Linked DNA regions of Oryctolagus cuniculus: region 2 is linked to region 1. The links are chromatin contacts, called in public Hi-C maps. All regions are on one chromosome and are shown on one strand. Each heading gives the region's core, a stretch centred on a gene start, on an enhancer-like site or on the middle of the called end of the contact. The rest is flanking DNA. Distances are from core to core; before and after follow the strand shown. Region 1 has its middle 58 kb from the start of LOXL4. Region 2 overlaps R3HCC1L (R3H domain and coiled-coil containing 1 like).

Region 1 (7,406 bases), core at 1,850-4,349:
GCTTGCCTCTGCCTCCGTTCTCCCTCCTGCCTCCCCCTGCAGGAAGTGGTGCCGTCCCAGGCAGCCTGGTCCAGTTGGCAGAGAGAGCGAGAGCCGGGGCCTGGGCTGCCAGGGGCATCATTCGAGCCCGGGGCAGCTGCACAAGCGCCCCCGCTGTGCCTCCCATGGCCAGGCCACATTTCCCACAGCCACCGGCAGGAGTGGGGCTTAACATGACAAGTGAGACAAAAGCTCAATAAAAGCCAGAGTAAACAAGAGAGTCTGTGAGCCAACTCGGGACCTTTGCTTTGTTGGATGACATTTCATTTGTGTTTTAATTAGCCACGTGGGACTCTGCTGAGATCTCTGAGCCCGTTTCCCGGCCTGTAACACGACAAGACCCCATCAAGCTTGGACAGAGCAGGCTGTTGGGAGTCCGCTGCAGGAGGAACCGAGGCGGAAGGAAGTGGTGCATGACTCCTCCAGGACACTAGATGTTCTCCAATCCTGCCGCGGCACCGTCTCTGTGCAGCACATTTCCCAGCTACGGTGTTTTCCCGAACAGGAGTTCCCTCATTCAGTCCTCACAGCGACTGTGAGCCGCTCGGGTTCACTGACGGTGACGCCGGCAGCAATGAGTGAGCCGTCCAAAGAGGTTCCCATGGCAAGGCCAGAACGCAAGCCCGGGGCTGCCGGGGGACCTCGTGGCTCCCCACCTTACTCGCGGGGCCAATGCGGTGTCCCGTTTGGACTTCACTCCTTCTCTTGCGCATCTCACAGGCCTTTGGCGTCTGACCTTGCTTCTGCCCTGACTCCTATCCGTGCCCTGCGGCACGGCGCTGGAATTGCTCTCCTTTTACCACCAGGGGGCTCCCTTCCTCGCCACCGTCAGTCCTCAGCCTCGGGTTGGTTGCCTTTGGGATTGCTGGCCGCAGCTCAGATCTGAGACATCCCGAGGGGCTGGCGCCGTGTTCAGGGTCCCTGAGGAGGACTTCAGTGACAACCACACGGAAGAATTATGTGCATAAAGCAGGAGGGTCTTTCTGCCATACCTTGGAACGGAAAAATCAATTCAACAAATATTTATTGGCACTTAGCCTCTGCACGGCACCGTCTGTATATTAAACAGAGGAATGGTGCGTCCTTGAGGTGGTGGAACAAATTAAGACATGGTTCAACCAATTTGTAAACGTCTGAGCGAGAGTAGGGAGCAAGGTGGGCTCCATAAAGCATTGTCCAGTGGGACTAATATCTCTATTTATTCCACAATAAGAATACGACAGCTTGAAGAGTATGTCACCCCGGTGGACAGCATGTGACTCCTCCAGAAGCCAAACAGTGAGTGGCATCAAGAAGTGAGGCCGTGCCTGGGGGTGACCATAGAGCAGGCCCTGGAGAGACGGGCACCGGCGGACATGCCCAGAGCTGACCGCCAAGGGAAGCGGCTTGCAGCGTGGAAGCCCCAAGGTCAAGGTTAGCCAGAGTCACTCGAGCTGATTGCTCCTCCTGGGACACTTTTCCTGGAGTCTCTTCTTCCTTCCACTGTGAATGTCCAGCGTGCCTCCCTGCAGATCTGGTGTGTTCTTTTATTACAGAGGAACTGTTGTCCACACTTTCTGGGCATAGGAAGTCAAGAGATTAATTCATGACCACTAGGGCCGTATTTGCCTGATAGAAATGAAAGAGAGCAAAGAATGAGCTGGCGACACGGCTCACTAGGCTAATCCTCCGCCTGCGGTGCCAGCACTCGGGGTTCTAGTCCCGGTTGGGGTGCTGGTTCTTTCCCAGTTGCTCCTCTTCCAGTCCAGCTCTCTGCTATGGCCCGGGAGGGCAGTGGAGGATGGCCCAAGTGCTTGGGCCCTGCACCCGCATGGGAGACCAGGAGGAGGACCTGGCTCCTGGCTTTGGATAGGTGCAGCGCACCAGCCGTAGCAGCCATTTGGTGGGGGGGAGGAGGTGAACCAACGGAAGGAAGACCCTTTCTCTCTGTCTCTCTCTCTCTCACTGTCTAACTCTGCCTGTCAAAAAAAAAAAAAAAAGAGAGAGAGAGAGAGAGAGCAAGGAATGAGCGGGCCCCCCGAGAGTACGCCCTGAACAGTCGGGCTACGAACATGATCCTGCTGGGACATCATGTGGAGTCGCCGTACTCAGGGACCCTGTGACACCATCCCACAGCCTGGCCACCAGCAACAACCATCGGCCACTGCCCATGCCGGCCCCACAACAGGTTGTCAGCCGGCTCCCTCCTCCTGAATGGTCAGTTCTCCAGTAAATTCCACGTGGTGGTCAGAGCTTCTGCCCCTTCAGGCCACAGTGGACAAGCCTAAGTCCTAGAACTTTCAGTGTCTACGACCCTGAGGCAAGGTCATGAGCCCCCAGAGGCCAGGGACCAAATGAAGCTCTTAAGAGCCTTTGAACTCATGGAAGAAGTACCAGCTCGTGGTGCGAAACCTTCAGCCCTGCCCAGAGCTGCCGCTCTCCACAGCCTCGAGCCTGGGCATCACGCACTCCGTCCACCAGGGCTGGGCTTCAGCACGAGTTGCCCCCTGAACAAGCCCTCTCTGGCTGCAGGGTGCAGGATGGACTGGAGGAGCCCTGAGAGAAAACAGGAAGTCCACTCGGCCACAGAGGGCAATAATGGTGGCCGAGGGCACGGGGCCAGTGGGCAGGTTCTAGGTATTTTGGGGCAGTAGAGCCAGTCAATAATTGCTGAGTGACTCACTGGACCTGCGCCTGAGGCCACTTTCCCTGCACTGCACCTCCCTTTCGTCTCCCAGTTCTCCCCGGCAACGGAAAACCAGAAAGCTTTTAAAATGGACCCTCGTCTCCCTTCACCTGTTGTCGAAACACAGTCCCTGGATAGCAAAGCCAGGACAGCTCAGGGAACGGGCCCAGAAGCAGAGGAAACTGTGCTTTTAAACCCCTATTTTTAAGCACCAAGCACTTACTAGAAAGCGGCCCTGCCACGTGCACGCGTGTTTATTTGTTGACGGTTTCCAGCCCAGGGGTGGTGGTTAAAGAGGCCGGATATTTGGGAAAACAGCTGACTTGCACCACCTTTTCAGCTGCCCCCGATTCATCCCTGGGGCGTGAGCCTATTTGCAGAGTTCTCTTCTCTTCCCACTTGTGTGGGAATTGCCAAGCCATCCCTATACATAGCCAGGAAGAGCTGCCCGAAAATAGCCACTTACAGAAGCAGAGCAATTTGGAATAAGCAAAAATAGCACTTTGCGGTGACTCGAGCATCTCATTTTCGATATTGATTTCCGTGGCCTCTCGAGCGCAGTTTTCTGGAGCCGCGTGCACAGGCAGGTGACGGCACTGCCCTTGTGGATTTTCACGGCGGCCCCAGGATGCCCAGAGCCCACTCCTTCTGTGGAACGCGACTCCTGGTTGTGGGTGCTGCCTGTGCCCTTCCCTTTGCCTTGGTGTCCACTGCCCAGGTGACTGTTGGAAGCCAATGGCATTGCTTCAAACACTGGCTTCCCTCCAGGCCGCGCCTTGGACTTGTGAACTCCTGGGGGTGGGGTCAGGGCGTGTGCCGTGTGGACAGGCTGAGCACCCTGGACGAGCATTGGGCGCTCATTCTGCACCCATTTCACAGAAGACAGACCCAGTGCTTAGGAAGATGAAGTGAGTCACTGTGCTGGCCAGTGCAGAGCTGGAACTGAGCCAGGAAGCGACTAGGCATTGAGAAAATCCCCTCTCAGGCGAGCGCTCTGATTTTCCCTCCTTTTGACATCAGTGATGATGACTCTGTAACATTCTTCATAAAAGCATTCCCAATCCAACTACCTTGGATCCTCGATGGGCAGCAGGGTGGACAGGGAGGCGGGGATGGGGGTATTCCCCACCCCTCTAATTAGCAGTCTATTGCACTCGTGGGGCCCACTGCTTCCTGCAAAAGGAGTCAACTTTCACTTGCAAGTCTGCAGCTGGTGGGCCTGCGAACTGTAATTTGAACTGTAGAGCTCCTTGGCCCGGGCCGCGGCGTCCCTGGCAAACTGGAGTCAACAGCAATCCCCAAGGACACGCACACACTTGATTTAGAGCGAACCAGGCAGGAACCGGGGACAGCAATGCCAGAACTATAACTTCTGATTCTTCTTTATTTACTGCTGTAAAGTCCCAAAACCTTATCTGGCAGCTCTGTGATCTAGTTAAGAAGAACATTTTTCAGGGACGGAAACCCTGAACCCAGTCTGCCTTCAAAACTGAGAAGGGGAAAAGGGAGCTCTGGGGTTTGCTCCTGTGGGCGCCACACAATTCAGACTTCGCTCTGTTGGGGAGGGAGGCGGCGGGGCGCTCGGCTGATTTAAATAGTGAGGTTACAGACGGAGCAAGGGACATCCGACGGCGGCAGCTTAAAAGCTCACATGCAGGTGCTTTTTCCTAAAAAGCATCCCCAGGTGGCACAAGCTTCGGACCCCAGAAAAGCTGGGCCCAGCTCGGGCCCATCCTCGGAGGTCTCTGCCACCTGTGCAGCGGCTGGAGAGGCAGCTTTGGACCAGACTCCGGGTGCTGCGTTGCCTGGAGTCCCCGCAACCCTCAGCTCCAGTCCTTGTTAGGATCACACCCACGCTGGTCAGCCAGGCCTGGACACTCCCCCACCCAGCGCCCTGGGAGAGTGGAGGCGACAGCCACCCTGTGCAGGAGTGGACTCATCCTTTTCACATGGCCCGGGAGAGGGAGCGTCTCCCAAAGAGGTGCCTCCAGATGGTGTTAACTGCGGGGAGAGCGAGACAGGAAGACCCCGAAGAAAACGATCAAATGCCCAGCTTGCTCTCCCTCCTGCTCCGCCTCTTCCTCTCTCTTCCCTTCCCCTGGAGGTGGCCGCGAGTGGGGCCGGAGCCCAGGACGTTGCAGTGGGCTGAGGCGGGGGTGGCAGAGCAGAGACTCAGAAGCTGTTGGCAGTGCCAGGACGCCGGTTACCTAAAGGGACCGAGCGAAGCAGTCAGTCAGTTAGGGCTCACTGGAGCCCAGCTGCTCCTCCTGGAGAAGGGGAAGATGGAAAGAATTCGAAGTGGGCAGGCATCCACCTCCCTGCCAATGCACCTGGGAAGGCAAGGGATGGTAGCCCGGGTACCCGGGTCCATGCCGCTCATGTGGGACCACGCGGTGTTCAGCCTGGCCCTGCCCTGGCTGTTGCAGACATTCAGGGAGTGAATCAACAGATAAAAGATCTCTCTCTCTCTCAATCTCTCAATCTCTCTCTCTGCCTTTCAAATTAATGAATGAATAAATCTTAAGAAAGAAAGACGCTGAGGTGATAGCTTGAAATGGGAAGTATCAATGTAAACTCATGGTTAGACAGAAAACTAGATGACTTACACAGACGCCCAGATAAATACAGAGACACAGCAGGTGTGTGCATGCACACACGTATCGTTCCTAACTGTCTGCCAAGGAGCTGGAAAAGAGGCCCAGGCCGGGAGGAAGGGACCCCAGTGTTTGGCTCCTGAGCCCCCCTCCACCGAAAGGAGCAGGCTTCTTGAAGAAATGCTGAGAAAAGGAAAATTCAAGGTGTTACTCCAGAAAAACCTGCAACCTCCCCTGAGTCCAAGGGTGATTCTGACCCCCTCAAAGAGACACACGAGCCAGTCTGAAGGGGCTCACCGATAACCGAGGCCACCCAAGCAGCCAAATAAACGATGGGCTCAGCGGGTTCTAGTCCATTGTCTACACGGGCAGGAATGGAGAGGGAAGGGGGAGACGAGGCCCCGGCAGAGGGACACTTGTCTACCATAAAGCATCAACAGTTAAAGGGAAAGGGGCTGACGTGGCAGCCACAGAGGTTGTGGGGAGGGGGCACCAGCAGACGCTGAGCCTGGGTAGAGATCTGGTGACGCACGTGACACTGGCGTGGTCTTGAACACTGCCCCACCAAATACTGTCAGTTACCCTGGAGGAAACAGTGAGTTTACAGAGAGAAGTCTGGCGGGTACCTGGACTGGACAGATGGCCAGCTTCCGCAGGTGTGGAAGGTGTGCATCATGGGCCCCGCTGAGACATCCGAGAAGAGGCCAGCCTCATTCTGTGAATTTCCTCTCTAAGCACGTGCCCAGCACGTGTGCCTTTGCACAGTGGTTAAGTCCCTGCTTGCCACGCCTGCATTCCATATCTGCGGACCAGTCTCAGTCCCGGTAACACGGGGAGTAGGCGGGGAGTTAGGGAAAATGAGCTGGAAGGTTTTCCCACCATTTCTGTCTCACAGCCCTGCACTTTCACTGTACCCTCTTGCCTGTCAATCCAATATGCCCACTTTCCCGTGGTGTGTATGTGTGCGCGTCTGTGTCCAGAAAGAGGGAGAGAAGGGAATGGAGCAAATGGGATAAGATGTTAACAATCTGGGAACGTGGGTAAAGGGATAGAGGAGTTGCTTGTATACATACAACATTCCTGGGCTTTTAGAAGTACCTCAAAAGAAAATGCAAACATTTGAGGCTGTGCATTTGACCTGCTAGTTTTGACACGCATGTCCCACACCAGAGTCTCTGGGTCCAATTCCCACCACTGCCGCCTGGTTCCAGCGTCCTGCTAATGCAGACCCTGGAGGCAGCTGTGATGGCTCAAGTAGCTGGTCCCTGCTGCCCATGTAGGAGACCTGGGTTGCATTCCCACCTTCTGGCTTTAGCCAGCCAGGCCACTGCAGCCATCGGGGAGTGAGCCAGTGGATGTGAGTGCTTTTTCTCTTTCTCTTTCCTCCCAACCCCTCCCTTCCTCCTTGCCTCTCAAATAAAAAATAGTTTAAATAGTTCCTGAAACAACCTCATCTTGAACTTGAAATTATTCATTCCCCCAGGCTACTGATACGTGGTAAGAAGACTTTAAAAGCCATTGTCCCTCCAGTGAGCCAGTGACACCCCCATCTTCTGCTGACCACAGCAAAAAAACAAAGCAAAATAAAATAAGTTCTAGAATCTCTCAAGAGAATCAGCAAAAAACTGGTGCTGGTAAGACACTGGGAAGTAACCCTTCGTCTACACTCTCAAAAGCAAACAACTGATTCAGGTCAGAACCTGAAGGCCTGAAGGCACTTAACGCTGCAAAATCCAATGCTTCCGGCAAACGGGGTGGGAGGGGGGAGGTGTATGGAGTGCCATGGCCAAAGCACGGTCCTAGGCATTTTCATCTGCCTTTGCCATGTTGTAAATATCGACACTGAAGGAGACTGGCATGGCCTAGCAGAAAGCACACATTCGCGGGAGTCAGACTGGGTTCAGATTCAGTCCCTACTGTGTGGCTTCAGGCAAGTGCCTCAACCTTCTGAACCTCCATCTCTTCACGCACAGGATGTGGATAAGGACAACGTCCCGTGGCTGTGTGAGCCCTGGTGCGCTGCCCCATGCAAATCAGCCCACCTCTGGGAGACTTCAGTCCATGCCGCTTCCCTGGCTTTCGGTAGAACACATGGAGAACCTTCCAGT
Region 2 (7,115 bases), core at 4,396-6,895, 81 kb after region 1:
AGGAAGGTCAAAAATCAAAGATAAACAGTAGGAGAAAGAATAAAATTGGGCTTCAGATGTCTTCACTGGGTTCCAAATCCAATTTGACTACTTTCCCGCTTCAAAGCAAATGAAGAAATCCCAACTTGAGTTTTCTCCACTGTAAAAGTGGTTTGTGTACTTCCAACCTCCTAAAGTTCTTTATAGGTAGGGTTATGGTGGTTTAAGATAATGATGGACTTTGGACTTTGTGCTAAGGGCTTCTTAGAACCACTGAGAAATTTCAGTCAGGGAATTATTTTTGTTTTCAAAAAATAACTGGCAATACATAGAAGACAGAGAAAAGAACGAACAGTCTAAAGTTCCAAATTTGTGTGACTATTGAATAGATGTTCTTCTGACATTAAATGAGATGGCGGTATGGGAGAAAGTAAGGAATTGGCATCCAAGGCCATGTCTACAGAGACAGCAGGTCCTCCATAATGCTGGAATCAGTCTGCAAGGGATCCAGAGCAGTGACGAGGCAAAGAACAACCATTGCAACTCTGCAGGTTCTTTCACCAATGATTACAGACCTGTCAGGGTCCTCACAGAAACAGAAGGCACACTCAGCCGAGAGTCTGGAGTTACTTAAAGAAAAATACTTTTTTTTGTTAATAAAAGATTTATTTTTTCAAATATGGAGTTACAGAGAGAGAGGGAGAGAGAGAGAGAGATCTTTCATCTACTGATTAACTCCCCAAATGGCTGCAACAACTGGGGCTGGCCCATGTGGAAACCAGACCTGGAACCCCATCCAGGTCTCCCACTTGGGTGGCAGGGGCCAAGTATTTGGGTTATCTTGTGCTGCTTTCCTAGGCACATTAGCAGGGAGCTGGATTATAAGTGGAGCAGCCAGGACTTGAACTGGCACTCATATGCGATGCTGGTGTTACAGGTGGCAGCTTAACTCACTGTGCCCCAACACCAGCCCCACAAAAGGATTCCTTACAGAGGTTATGCATAGGACTAAAGAAACAAGGAGATATTGAGACCTCCATGTATAAACAAGAGTGAAAAACTGTCATTCCCTTTAGGCTTCAAGGGGTAAGGGATGTGCTGGAGCCAGGGCAAGACTCAAGCATAGAGCTGGAGCTGGAGTCAAAAGACTATCACTTCTGGAAGAAATGCCCAACCTCTCTTTCCCCTTCCATCCTCTAAACTTCCTGCTGTAGCTTCATACTGACCTAACTCACTTAGATACCAGAGGACAAGGGAGCCAGGGTGATGCCAAGATGCGATCTCTAGAGGTCAAGACAGAGAGAATAAAGTTCAAAGAATAAATCTGGGTAAGAGAGCAAAGGAGAAGCAGCAGCACCCCCCTGCCCACACAACAGCCTATTCTTTCTGGTGGCCGTGAAACCACACACCTGGCCAGGGTCTGTATCTATAGTATGACTAGTGTTTATGCCCTCGACTGATCTGATTTTAAGGTTAAACTGGGCAGAATGTGTCTGTGTAAACTTGTCAGGGAAGGGTTGGCTATTCAGCTGTTTTCCTTTGGCCCACAGGAGATTCATACCGAGCCAATGCAGAGCTCTCCCTGGAACAGGAACAGAGACTCAGGAACAACCTCATCTGAAGCCATCACTGCACACTCCTACTGCTGCCTACACACCAACACCAGATACCTCAGCTTACTGGAGCCATGCCCTTCACAGAGCCCTAATTCATAGTAAATGGGGCCAGTGCCAAGGGGCATCGAGTACCTGCTCAGGAAGCCTTTGGATGGCAAGATCACCAAACCAGGATGGTACTGCTCCCTTTGGGTGGCTATGGGCCTCTCCCCGTAGGGCCTGTGGCCTGTGGAGTATGGTCTCCATGCTTTAGTCAGCTGAGCTCCTCTTCCACAAGGAGATCCAATTTTTCCTGGATCTTGCTAGAGTTCTGGATTCAGGACCAGTCCCCCATCTAGCAGTGCTTTGCGAATGTCTTGGAGTAGAGGACAGAGGACTCACACAGGAGATGAGGTCAGCTCACTGCTAGGGGCTCAAAGCAACACACAGTCTCAGAGTCACAACTATCAGAGATGCTGAAGGATTCAGCCCCTCACTTTATCTGTCCCCACTTGGAACCCACCTCTGCTCTGCAGGTCTGTTCTTCAGCAGTCTTAACTATCCTACTGCACCCCCCAGAAGCTTAGGCCTCGGCATCCCCTAATCTCCTGAATGGCCAACACTGCCAGGTACTGAGTGCTCGAGAAGGGCAAGTTTCACAGACACGGCTAGACAGGGCCTTTCTGCAGAGCAGCACAAGAAGGCCAAGCAAGAAGACCACTGAGCTAACAGGGACCTCAGCTCCTGCCAGGACCTCTGCTAAGGAAAAAAACTGTGTGTCAAATAATCTGGCAGACAATCCAATCTCTCTCAGGACCACCATGCATCTCAGGATTGGCCTAGGCTTCAGGTCTCAACCAAATGAACTTTGCATTGAATGAATTTTTGTAATGGAAAGAACATCAGTCAAACAAGCCACTCATCTCTATAGGAACATGAAGACAGATGTGATAGAGTGAGGGACAAAAGACTCAGGAGAAATCACAAGGGGGAACATTTAATTTCGTTAAGGACTGAACTTAGGAAAAGCCATCACCCTGCTTGGCTTGACTGCACCATGCTCTTGCTCAGGTAGTATATAATTCCATGGTCTTGGACACGAGTCTTGATCTTTTCTCCTTTGAGACACACTTTAAAGATAATCCGTACAGGTATGACCCCTCCCCCCATCATCAATAAAGGTTGCTCATTATGGACTGCTACAAAGAAAAAGAGCAGCTGTGGTTATGTACCGTTGCCAGCACACTAACTTCACTCCTTTTCACTCTCTGTGCTGGGGACTAGGGTACACATGACACACATACTACTCATGACAGCCCCAGGATGTTTTTCAAATCAGCTATTAGCCTATTAGCTGCTTCCCAATTACCCTTCCCAGGATCAATGCTGAAATAGGGGTTAGAAAGGTTAAAAGATGAAAAGTAGAAACAAGAAGGTGAAGTCCAAGGATTGTAAACTTTCCTAACAACGCTTACAAAACTAGAAGGAATGGTACCAGATACAGGAAATTTGTAACAGTACTCCCCTCCACAAATCACAATAACAACCCCCTCCTTAGGAAGGAAAAAAAGACATGTTCTGGGGTATCCTCTCTGACAAGGCAGTGCTTTCTTCCTTCTTCACCTTCCCTCTACTCCTCGTCTCCTTCATTAGGCGAATGAAGCATTATATTTTAGCATGGCAGTTTAGGTAAACAAGGGAAGGACTGATTTCCTGTTGGATTCAGCAAACATTTCCCAAACAGTAACAACATTATACTCATACATGCAGTTAATGGCCTGTGAAGGGAGGTGCAGCTAGCAGGACAGCGAGTGGTGACATGTGAATAGATTCAGGTATGGAGGTACCCTCAGCTTCTTGCTGGATCTAGTTTCCACCATGGCTACAAAAAGCAGGTCAGGCAGACAGCCACCAGCTCTGGTGTCAGTCTTGCTACCCACATCACTTGTGTGATGGACGCAGCCAGTTCTAATTCCTGGAAAAAGCTACACAAAGGTTGTACTGTTATACCTCTGAGTTGGAAGGGAAGAACATGGGAAGACTGATGGCTGGCATAACTTAATAACTAGATGAGGGATGTTAACAGAATACCAACCAACAAATTCCAGGCAGAACCCAAAACCTCAGAAGACTTTCAACTTGCATAATTTAGTCTCAGAGAAACTAAAGTGCTAGGAACCTCTACTCCTCAGAAGCCTAATCTACTTCTATTTTATAAAGAATTTTCACTCTATGAGGAGTATATTAGGATTCATGGAGACTATGTCTTTCTATTATAAATTGCAGATGATTGTGGGATTAGATGTTTAACATATACAAAATAATGTTACGTGAACAGCAGACTATATTAGCTGTCTTCCCGGACATCTCACAAAGGAGCCAGGGGAAGCTATTGTGTGCTCTCCAGTGAAGTCACCTTGCTTTAGATATGGCCAAGCATTTGATTCCCCTCTGGCAAGCCTGAGGGAATGTATGCTGGGCAGGATCTCTCACCTCCAGCTGGAACCCAACCCAAGCTACTGGGAGAATATATAACTAAAGAGCACATTCTCAACTAATGGTAGAAATAGAGAACTCCCTACCTGTCAAGTGTTGGTTAAAAAAAAATTTAAAAATCTTTCCCCTGGGTCTGCTTGTAAGGATAAATCAGAAATTTATAGGTAGCTGGTTATTAGATGAAAACGGGGATAGGCTACAGTATAGAGTATTAGAATGAGAACAAAAGTAACTTCTCAAAATTATGAGATGTATAAAAAAGCTGGGCAATAAACATGGAGCTCTATGTTACCATCAACAATGCCACTCAAAGCTAAAATACAGCTAGAGAGGGGAAGCCCACTTACAGGCAAGTGACAGGCAGTCATCTCTTTTTCACTGCTCAAGGTCATTCTTAGCCTTGTAGAATAAACAAAACATAGCAAAGGCTTAGCTCAGAGGCACACCATTGATTGTGAAGCCATGCTGCAGTTCCCTACATTTTCTTCCTCTCAGTCATATTATTCAAACAGATCTACCCATCACAGAGAAGTCTGTTCCATGAAGACAGCACAAATTCTGCAACTGTAAGCCCATGAGAGGGACACTGGTCTAAGCAATAGTGACAGAGTCAAGGGAACAACTTATTTAATCCCCTAAACTTGGCATGGAAGCACCAAACAGGAGCAAGGAAAACTGGCAGAACTGACCAAGAATGAGAAAAGAATGCTGAGGAACAGTGAGAGACCTCTAAGATTGGAACAGCAGCAGGAGTTCTTTGGTCAAAACTAAGTCCCAAATCCAGTGTCGTATGAGGAATATTTGAACAGAATCCCACTCCCCCATGTTTTAGGCACTGCTAACAATCCATCATTATCATGGGCACTAAATCAAAAAATGAAACTCTTGCCCTACTTTAAAGAATGGGACACTATTTCTTGCCACCTCAGCATATAAGGTCTAGCACTGCCATTTTTTCAGTGTAGAACTACTTTCTAAAAACACTGAGAATGCAGGTATGAGATGGATAAAGCCTGAGCTGATGGCTCTGACTTGTCCATGTCCTTCAGGAAATCTCTCTCGCTGCCTAGAGATGTTTTATTTTATCTTGGCTGCTCATCACTGTAATGGATGGTCTGGTGCTGCTTGCCAAGTGTCTCTGGCACAGCTGAGAAGATCATACCAAAAACATGCTATGTACCAGATGTTTTCTGCAGGATGTCAAAATCTGACAGAGGAGGGAAAAGGCAAGAGGTTTGGGTGGGGGTGTCCAAGAAGGAAGGGGAGAGGAGCTACCACACATCAATCCCAGGGTGGTCACTTTTGTGGAATATGTTGGAACCGGGAAATGATCAGCTCTCTACTCGGTAGGGTTAATATGGGCATAAAGATAAGAGAGCTTCTCTCTTATTTCTTTGTGGGAATGACAAGATTGACAAATACCAGAGTGATATATGCCATAAAATGGGCTTTAATATATCCCTCTTACAACATGATATTACTGCTTAAACTGGAACTGGCACACAGCTCCAAGACTGGCTGTCTACGAGGAATGGAGCTGGCACTAGCTGCTGTGCGGCTGGAGCAGCCCCAGGCACTTAGCTAGTCCAGGTTCTGGACTCCAAATACCCACATCTGCTGCACTGCACGAACTCTGGAGTCCTGGGACTGGCAGTGTAGCTTCCCTGTCTTCCAAACCCACCACATACCATTCTTTCTCTTTGTACTAACTGCTCCACACTTGCCCCCCTCCCATGCTGTCAATATTGCTGTTTTCAGCTTTGTGAGGGACTAAGGAATGCTCTGCCTTTGCGAGGCCTAAATCTTCCGTCACTGCAGGTTTGAATCCTCTGTTTGCTTTTGCTTTAAATATCTTGGTGAACCACGCTAACATGACTTGCATAGTCCAGAAGACTCATGGAAGTCACACCTTCCAGATATCTTGCTAGCTGATGGCTCCCTTCTACACCCACCACAGTAGTATATTCCAAAGAACTGCAGTTAGGAGTGAAGACAGGAATCTACCTTCTTTATATACCCATTCAGTCTTTGCCTCCATCACTTTTAACTCTATAACATGCACACCTGCATGTGCAGAGCTCTGGAAACATCCTCTTATCTGAAGACTATGGAAACATTTTCTGAGTCATAAAGTTATCTCTTTCTTTGGGTGATGTTCAAACTGCAGACTGGCCTCTGCCTTCCCAGATGTCTTCCCGTTGCTTGGCTTCCAATCGTTTTCTCTCTGTAAATAAGGATTAAACATGGTTGTATATTTCACATAACAAGCAAATTACAAGTCAACTTTAATCATGAGACAGGAGAATTTTCAGGACTCATCTTACCTAATTCCAATAGTTACTATCTAATTTTCCATGTGCAATTTTAGTAGAAACAACACTACTATAAGTCTTTATATTTATTACTGTATACCAAAAACCAGAAAGCTCTAGGGCTAATGGAAATTACAAGTATTTGGAATAAGTCAGAATTTAGCAAGACTTAGATTCTAGTTTTGCTGATATGTATTTGTATTAATTCCATTTTTAAATGTGTTTCATGCTTCAGTATTATTACCAGTTTACTAATCCTTATAAATATTTTGATAAGGATCAAGAAGATGTTTCAATATTCTTCTTCTATCTTGTTGCTCAAATGGAAATAGCTTTATTTATATCTTTCTGCTATCTCTTTATTGAAAAAATACTTAGAGGCAAACCAAATTTTCATATTTGTCAGAGTACTTTCAGGAGTCAGAAATGTTCTGGAATACACACTTCCAATAAGGAAAAAAGTACACAAATCTGGGCAATCCATATTCAATTTTTAATATGCAAGCTTGGTTCTCCATTTAACATTTTCTCTAAGGCCTAAGAAAATATAGAACATACACGGTTTGGTAGCCCAAGTACTGCATTAGGTGCCACAAAACCAATTCTAATTTCATGGCTATTAATTATCTTTCACCATAAAATGTAGATTGTAAACTTAAATGCTTCCTTTTAAGTACTATTGTTACAAATTGATAATGTCTATGAAAGACTTTGCAATGAACCAGGGGGATTA

The links. A called contact is a pair of places that touch in the nucleus more often than the background predicts.
Region 2: a contact with region 1 is called in a Hi-C map of psoas muscle, with 2.8 times the contacts expected there. The contact joins two enhancer-like sites. A contact is called at or near these places in 4 of 6 Hi-C or Micro-C datasets (ear pinna, embryonic fibroblasts, psoas muscle and 1 more).

The regions. Positions count from the first base shown.
Region 1 is chr15:31,625,247-31,632,652 of mOryCun1.1, forward strand. No RefSeq gene overlaps it. Among named protein-coding and RNA genes, the nearest start is that of LOXL4, 58 kb to the right of the region's middle. Within about 2 kb of position 3,100, at least 3 of the 8 cell types and tissues checked have an H3K27ac peak or open chromatin away from gene starts, as enhancers often do.
Region 2 is chr15:31,703,651-31,710,765 of mOryCun1.1, forward strand. R3HCC1L (R3H domain and coiled-coil containing 1 like) reads right to left here. Exons shown (of 8, transcript XM_051824052.2): 8 at 5,501-6,294. The coding sequence ends at 6,227. It overlaps LOXL4 (lysyl oxidase like 4), which reads left to right. Exons shown (of 15, transcript XM_002718617.5): 15 at 1,530-2,786. The coding sequence ends at 1,600. Among named protein-coding and RNA genes, the nearest start is that of LOXL4, 20 kb to the left of the region's middle. Within about 2 kb of position 5,646, at least 1 of the 8 cell types and tissues checked has an H3K27ac peak or open chromatin away from gene starts, as enhancers often do.